Regions from separate parts of the Rattus norvegicus genome. Here region 2 is linked to region 1. The links are chromatin contacts, called in public Hi-C maps. All regions are on one chromosome and are shown on one strand. The core of a region is the stretch at or near the end of the contact, and the rest is flanking DNA. Distances in the headings are between cores, read along the strand shown. Region 1 has its middle 120 kb from the start of Abcb5. Region 2 has its middle 75 kb from the start of Itgb8.

Evidence for each region. Hi-C and Micro-C count contacts between places; a contact is called where the count stands out from the background.
Region 2: a Hi-C map of Schwann cells shows a contact between it and region 1, with 7 times the contacts expected there. The contact joins two enhancer-like sites. A contact is called at or near these places in 2 of 12 Hi-C or Micro-C datasets (the A7r5 cell line and Schwann cells).

Annotation. Positions count from the first base shown.
Region 1 is chr6:146,192,940-146,196,054 of GRCr8, reverse strand. No RefSeq gene overlaps it. Among named protein-coding and RNA genes, the nearest start is that of Abcb5, 120 kb to the right of the region's middle. Within about 2 kb of position 1,459, at least 3 of the 93 cell types and tissues checked have an H3K27ac peak or open chromatin away from gene starts, as enhancers often do. A contact at or near this core is called in Schwann cells, where this site is marked.
Region 2 is chr6:146,424,276-146,427,634 of GRCr8, reverse strand. No RefSeq gene overlaps it. Among named protein-coding and RNA genes, the nearest start is that of Itgb8, 75 kb to the right of the region's middle. Within about 2 kb of position 1,759, at least 1 of the 93 cell types and tissues checked has an H3K27ac peak or open chromatin away from gene starts, as enhancers often do. A contact at or near this core is called in Schwann cells, where this site is marked.

The sequences.
Region 1 (3,115 bases), core at 210-2,709:
AGTTTCAAGGTCTAAAGTCACATGCTTTATTTTTCTTCGGAGCACTTAATGTCACATAATCTGTTATGAATGTGCATATTGGTAGTCTTTATTCTTATTTCTCACACTAGAATGCAAGCTTCATAGAGGCAGGAACTTTGCCTTTAACTTTCATGCCCTCAATATCTAAAATGCCTCCGGCACTGAACAGGAGCTCTACAAACTGCTGGATGAAAGAATGGATGTTCTACTGCCTTCGTCTCCAGGTCCTGCCAATTCTACATGTGTATTAGTCACATCTCAGAAGTGTACCAGATCTCACAGCAGTCCTGCAATGGACTCTGGTCTCTACCCCTTGCCAGAATTTTCTCTAAACTCCATTTTATCCCCACATAAGTCACAACAGGGCTCATCATTGCATGTCTCAGATTTACAATTTCAATAACCACTTTTTCATCAATAGAATAAAATGCATATCAGAGCTTTCATGACAGACTCCAAATCTCTTTGACCAACTCTTCCTCTCAACCACCATACTCAATAGATCTTGTTTCTAGTAAAGGTGGGGGGCCTTCCCACCTACTATTTCCTCAGAGAATGTTCTAGGTCCTTGATAGAATTTGAACTTGTGTGATTACTGGACTGTGTTCTTTAGCCCAAGGATTCTCAACCTTCCAGTACTGTGACTCTTTAATATAACTCATGTTGTGGTGACTCCTCAACCATAAAATTATTTTCATTGCTGCTTCATGACAAATTTTTCTTCTGTTATTAATCATACTATAAATATCTGTATTTTCTGATGGTCTTAGGCAACCACTGCAAAAAGGTCTTTCAACCCTCAAAGAGGTCATGACCCACAGATTGAGAATCACTGGTCTAGCCTTTTCTGTCTATCACACCTACAACGATCTTTCAGATCCAGCCTTTCTACCACCAACTAAAGTTGTTTTCTTATGTAGTTATGCTTTTCTCTCCCACCCTCACAATACCTCTTTTACAATATTTTCACAATACTCACATGCATCCATATTTTTCCTTTATCTTTTAATTTCCTAATTATTATATCTTCTAGTAAAGGCTTGACATGAAGTAGATGCTGCAGAAGTGCTGGTTGAAAAAAATACTCACAACAATAGATTTCGGAGATCTAAATGTCAAAGTACAAAAGATGGCAATGAAGTTTTCCGAACCATGAGTAAATTCCAAACTAAAAACAACATTGGACATTGGTATTATGATCAAAATGAAGGGAAAAGATAACACACCAAGAGATTTTAATCATGTTTGTTAAGACTTTGGACTGCTTCTCCTTAGTCTTATCAGAAATCTAAACAGGCAAATTCTCAAATGCTAACTACTGAATATGTGATTTTTCAGATGAGTATCCATGCAAATGAGTAACTACAGGAGAATCCAGTGGGTAGCTTTTACCATTGGTCTCATGGGATTACAGAGCACAAAGGGTAATGAACTTGAAATGCCTGAAGGGGGGGCATTTGGCCAATGATGAATATGACCCTGTATCTGCTCAACTTCACATTAAGTCTGCTCTTGAGTTAGTGGAAACCAAAGACTCTTAGGGAAAATAAACAATTCCTCTCCAGAACTCCCCCTCCCTACCAGTCTGATGGCTCACTAAATAAATATGTATTATTTTGCTCAATGAAATATAGAAGCCTTTTCATGTGCAGTGATAAGTGAGACTGTTTTTGGAAACATTTGAGCTCATGTTGGCAGTTTTAGCTCTCACCACATAGTAACTTTCCTTGCAATTCCCCTATCATGATATGTTTAGCATAGCCTGCGGGAAATACCTACCTACCTATCCTGTGACATTTCCAACCCAGGTTGACAGGCTTGCCTTCCATAATCTGTCCCAGCTGATGATCCTCAAATATAGCATTCCTCCTAGCAATCTTCTGTGGTATCCTGACTCTCAAGATGTGATGTTGGCAGGAAAGCTAAGTTCAGATTCCACGATGGAATCATTCTCCCTGGTCAAGGACTCTCAGACCCCAAGAGAGCAGTTTGTATATTTTTGCTCAATGAAATATTGAAACCTCTTTTCTTGTACAGTTTTTTGGAAACATATCAACTAGTATTGACCTTGTAAGTACCAAGTTCCTTGATGGCTCTGATTCTGCCTCTGTAATTATCAAAGAAAAAAACATTCTTTTTCAACAGGCATATGACCAAATGTGGTGAGTTAAATATCTTTATTTTTCTAAAGAAACTTGCTTTAATTAGCCTATTTGTGATTTTACTGATCACGGTCATAAACATAAAAATATTCAGAATAACACTAAGGGTTTCTAATATGGCTCTTACAGCTCTGCAATTCTGCAACATTCCCTCTTCCTAAAATACCAGTTTTGAGCATAGTGTTAAGCATTTCATTCAAGCAGATGCAGTATTACCTGAATACCACTATTAACTAGAAACATGATCTGCATATGTGGTTAATGTGCATATTTCTCCATTATTGCTTTACACATGACAGGACAACATGTAGATCATGCCAAAGTCATCACTATCTCTTGACACCATGGCCCCATCACTAATTCTTGGCCTTTCCTCACCTCCCCCATCAAACTGATCAGAGCCTAAGTTAGAGCCAAGAATGGCTTCTGCTGGGGCCCATAACCTAGTGAGCAGATTGACCATGTGACATAAAATGTATTATTTCTATTTCCATTCCTGTATCTCACTTTCCCACTCTGAATAAGAGTAATGAGGTCACAAGGTCCAACACATGTCAAGAGTCTCCTGTTATATAAAATATACCTGGCTTGACACATAATATCAATTGAAAACACAGAAGAAAAGCATTAGAACTTGAACTGAAATTATACTAAAGATGTTCATAGAATTCAGAGAAACTTGTCTAAAAGGAGGAAGAAGAATAAAGCACATGAAATAAGTCAGAAACATAAAATTTGTCACTATTTACCCTGATCTGTAAAGGAAACACACTGAATCTAGGATCTAATTGTTTTGTTCTATGAACTAAGACCAGTAAACCATGCTTTACCAAAATGCATATGAATTAGCCAATGAATTGTCCAGTCTTGTCTTATCTGACTCTGTGTCTAAGAACTGACTTTCTAATCTGCTTCTCAGCTCTGGTAGTGGT
Region 2 (3,359 bases), core at 510-3,009, 230 kb before region 1:
TAGATTTTATCTTTCATAAAAAGGAAAAGAAGGAAGGAGAGGGGAGAGAGTAAGGGGGCCAGAAAAAAGCAAAATTCAGTAAATATCTATATCTATCAACCTTGAGTTATATATGAAACTTGCTAAAGTCAAAATATGTTTTAAAATATTTTCTTTTTTTATAAATAATTATTCATTATTGAGAAATGTCTGGAAATGGTGGGAACTGGATGGTCACTAAGTACTTTCTCACTCCTTGAAATCCTCCTGTCCCCTGCCAGGAATGACTGAGTACTTTCAACCGTGCTTCTCACTCTCTAAGGTTTTTGTCAGCCTCCATCTTGAATGTGTGAAGCTTCCATAGTCGGCTCCTCCACACATCACTACACAGTCACTGAGCTTCCTTATACCACCTCCATTAATGCTTCACTCATCTATATAGAGGATCACTTTTTGAGACAGAAAAAAGCACACATATTGTTTTCAGAAACTTACCATGAAGCTCGCCTGTGCCGATCTTTGAACCTTAGGACTTTATTATCCAGATCAAAGACTGAGCTTTTACTAAAAGACTGAAAAAAAAACCTCTCTTATAACAGGTGTAGAAATGGCCCAGATAAAAGTAAATTCAAGATTACATGCTCATCCAGTCTATAATAAACTAGAACTTCTAATATTAAAATGCAAATGAATATTGGATAATACCACTATAAATTGTTCCTAACTCAGTAGTCTTGCATGGAAGAAAAACAGGACCGTAGTAGGTTTCTGGCTTCCTGCTCTCTCAGGAATCTGATTCAGTGAAGCTACAATGGTATTCAGTGGTCTACATTTAGATATACTATAAATCTACCACAGGCAAAGAAATCTTAACTTGGGTTTCAATCCACATCATCTAGCTGCTGTCAAAACAGGTGTCTCAAGTTTCCAGTGTGTCACCGGGACTGAAGTAAAGAAACAAGAATAGGAAACTCTGAAATGAGAGAGAAGAAGGTAAATTAGAAAAACATTAATCTATGTAAAACTTTACCTAGGAGTGACTTGATCTCTGGCTGGATTTGGCCTAGCAAAGAAGCTGTGGGAAAATCTCACCTCTGTATAAGATAGCCTCTACTTTTCTTCAGAGAGACGGAATTGGAGAATGAGGTAGGAAGCCATTATAGTCTCATGAATGAATGTGGATAAATGTAGCTAGAACTCAAATAGGATAGTCACTGTGGAAACCAAAACTGGATAACATTTTCTTTTCATGTTCATTTTCTGAAGGAGATGGATAGATTGTGAAGTATTTTCTCTGCCCCACTATTGCTCATGAATTCCCAGAGGTTGCTCATACACCAAAGGGATTTGTTAAGTAGAAAATGATTCAGTAATTTCATTGTAAGGCTTATACAAAAGTCAATTCACTCAATGGGTTCTTTATACTGGGGAAATTTAATTTGTTAAATGTTTTAGAAACAAACATAGTCTGTTCTTAGCTCTCTGCTACTTTAGTTATAATGTAATCAGAAGAGAGAAACTGTAAAATAATATAAACAAGGAAAAATATTATAAAGAAGTAGCAACAGGAGTTGAAATCACAATAAATTGAGTAAAAATGGTGGAAGAGGAGAGAAAAATATAACAGGACTTCTGGGAGAGACTTCTCAAAGGAAGGACGAACCGACAAGAATCTTCAACACGCCTCATTAAAATAGCAGAGTTGATGCCCATGGAATGGTACATGACTTCACTGTGTTGTTTGTGGCCAAGCAGGACTCTGACTTGTCAGTCAAAGGAAAAATTCTTTCTGGAATACTGATGAATTCACTGGAGGCCTACTCACTTTGTTGGTGACTACCCCGAAACCCATCTGGACAGCAGCTGATATCAAAGGAAGCCACCTGGAACGAGTGTCGTAGAAGGAGTTATGGTTGATTTGCTGAGAAATAAACAGTGTACCCTGTACTGACCCTGTTTAACAAGGCCAATCTCTGTTATTACAGAGCAAGGAAAAAGGGTAGGGTTGGAGGATAGTCAGTAAATTAATAGCTGGCATATTTCTCTAGTAGCTAAGTTAAAAGATTTTATTCCATAAAATACAGTTGTCAAATATAAATTATACTGCTGTACACATTCATGCACGTACACACACACACACACACACACACACACACACACACACACGCACACACACCAAATGATGATACCATTTTCCTGAGGACTGAATCACCATTTGCTCGAAAACTTTCTTCTCTCCTATGTATTTGTCAGTGATTTCAATCTGGACAGACATGTGTACTATGAGAAGGAAAAATTCAGAAAGTACATCATAAGTCTGTTTGCTTAAAATGAACTAGGAACAAACTGAAAAAATATTTCAGTACACCTAGTATGTTAAGATTCAGGGGCTCAGAAGGCTCTTGGTACCCATAGATGGCAGCAAAGCGCAGTCATGTGCTGAGCACCTTCAATCCCATCTTTGTCAGATGCATGAGTTCTTCTCATCCCTTCCTTAATGCTCCTCCACCTTCCAGGCATTTCTCTGATGAGTTAGCTACTCTGGGGAAACAATTTTAAAGACATATAGATGAGTGCTAGCAGGGGCAAGTAACAAGAATGCCGATGTTGTTCACAGAAGTAAAGAAATGCTTTTACATGTATAGCAGAGGCCAGCAAATGCTTTCAACAAGGGGTTAAACAGTAAAGACTTTAGACTATGAGGTCGTAGGTGAAACTTCTCAATTGTGCCTGATAGCATAGTTATAGCCACCAGCGATATGTGTAAGTAAGATTTCATTCTGTGCCAGGCATGGTGGGTCATATAATTTTAGCACTCCAGAGGTAGCAGGATCTCTGTAAGTTTGAGGCCAGCCTGGTTTACCCAGGAAGTTCCAAGGCAGCCAGTGCTACAAATTGAGACCCTGTCTTAAAAACCAAACAAGCTCAAACACACAAAAACTCATTCTGCTAATAAGTCAGGATTGTCTGGCTTATATGGCTGGCTTGATAATCCCTTAAGCAGGAAAATAGCAGGAGAGATGGGTAAAGAGAACACTATGTAAGAGAAAAATGTGAAACCCAAAATCTGTGATATCTATGACATAGACACTAAAGCCAATCAGCCTTAATGCTCATCAGTTTTGAAATTTACCCACAGATGAATAGCAAACGAGAGAAAGTTCGGCCAGGCTGGAACTTCTGTTTACATCCTACAGCCGCCGCTTTCCATTTGTGAGGTTAAGAAATACTGTCATAACTATCCAGCTTTTAAAACCGATAAAATAGACAACTAACATTGTCCCAATTTTCAAATGACTTGACTAAACATCAGAGTCTGCATATGTCAGCAATGGCCTCCCTGGCTACTATCACAGCTCATCAAAAAACTTTTCCTAGTG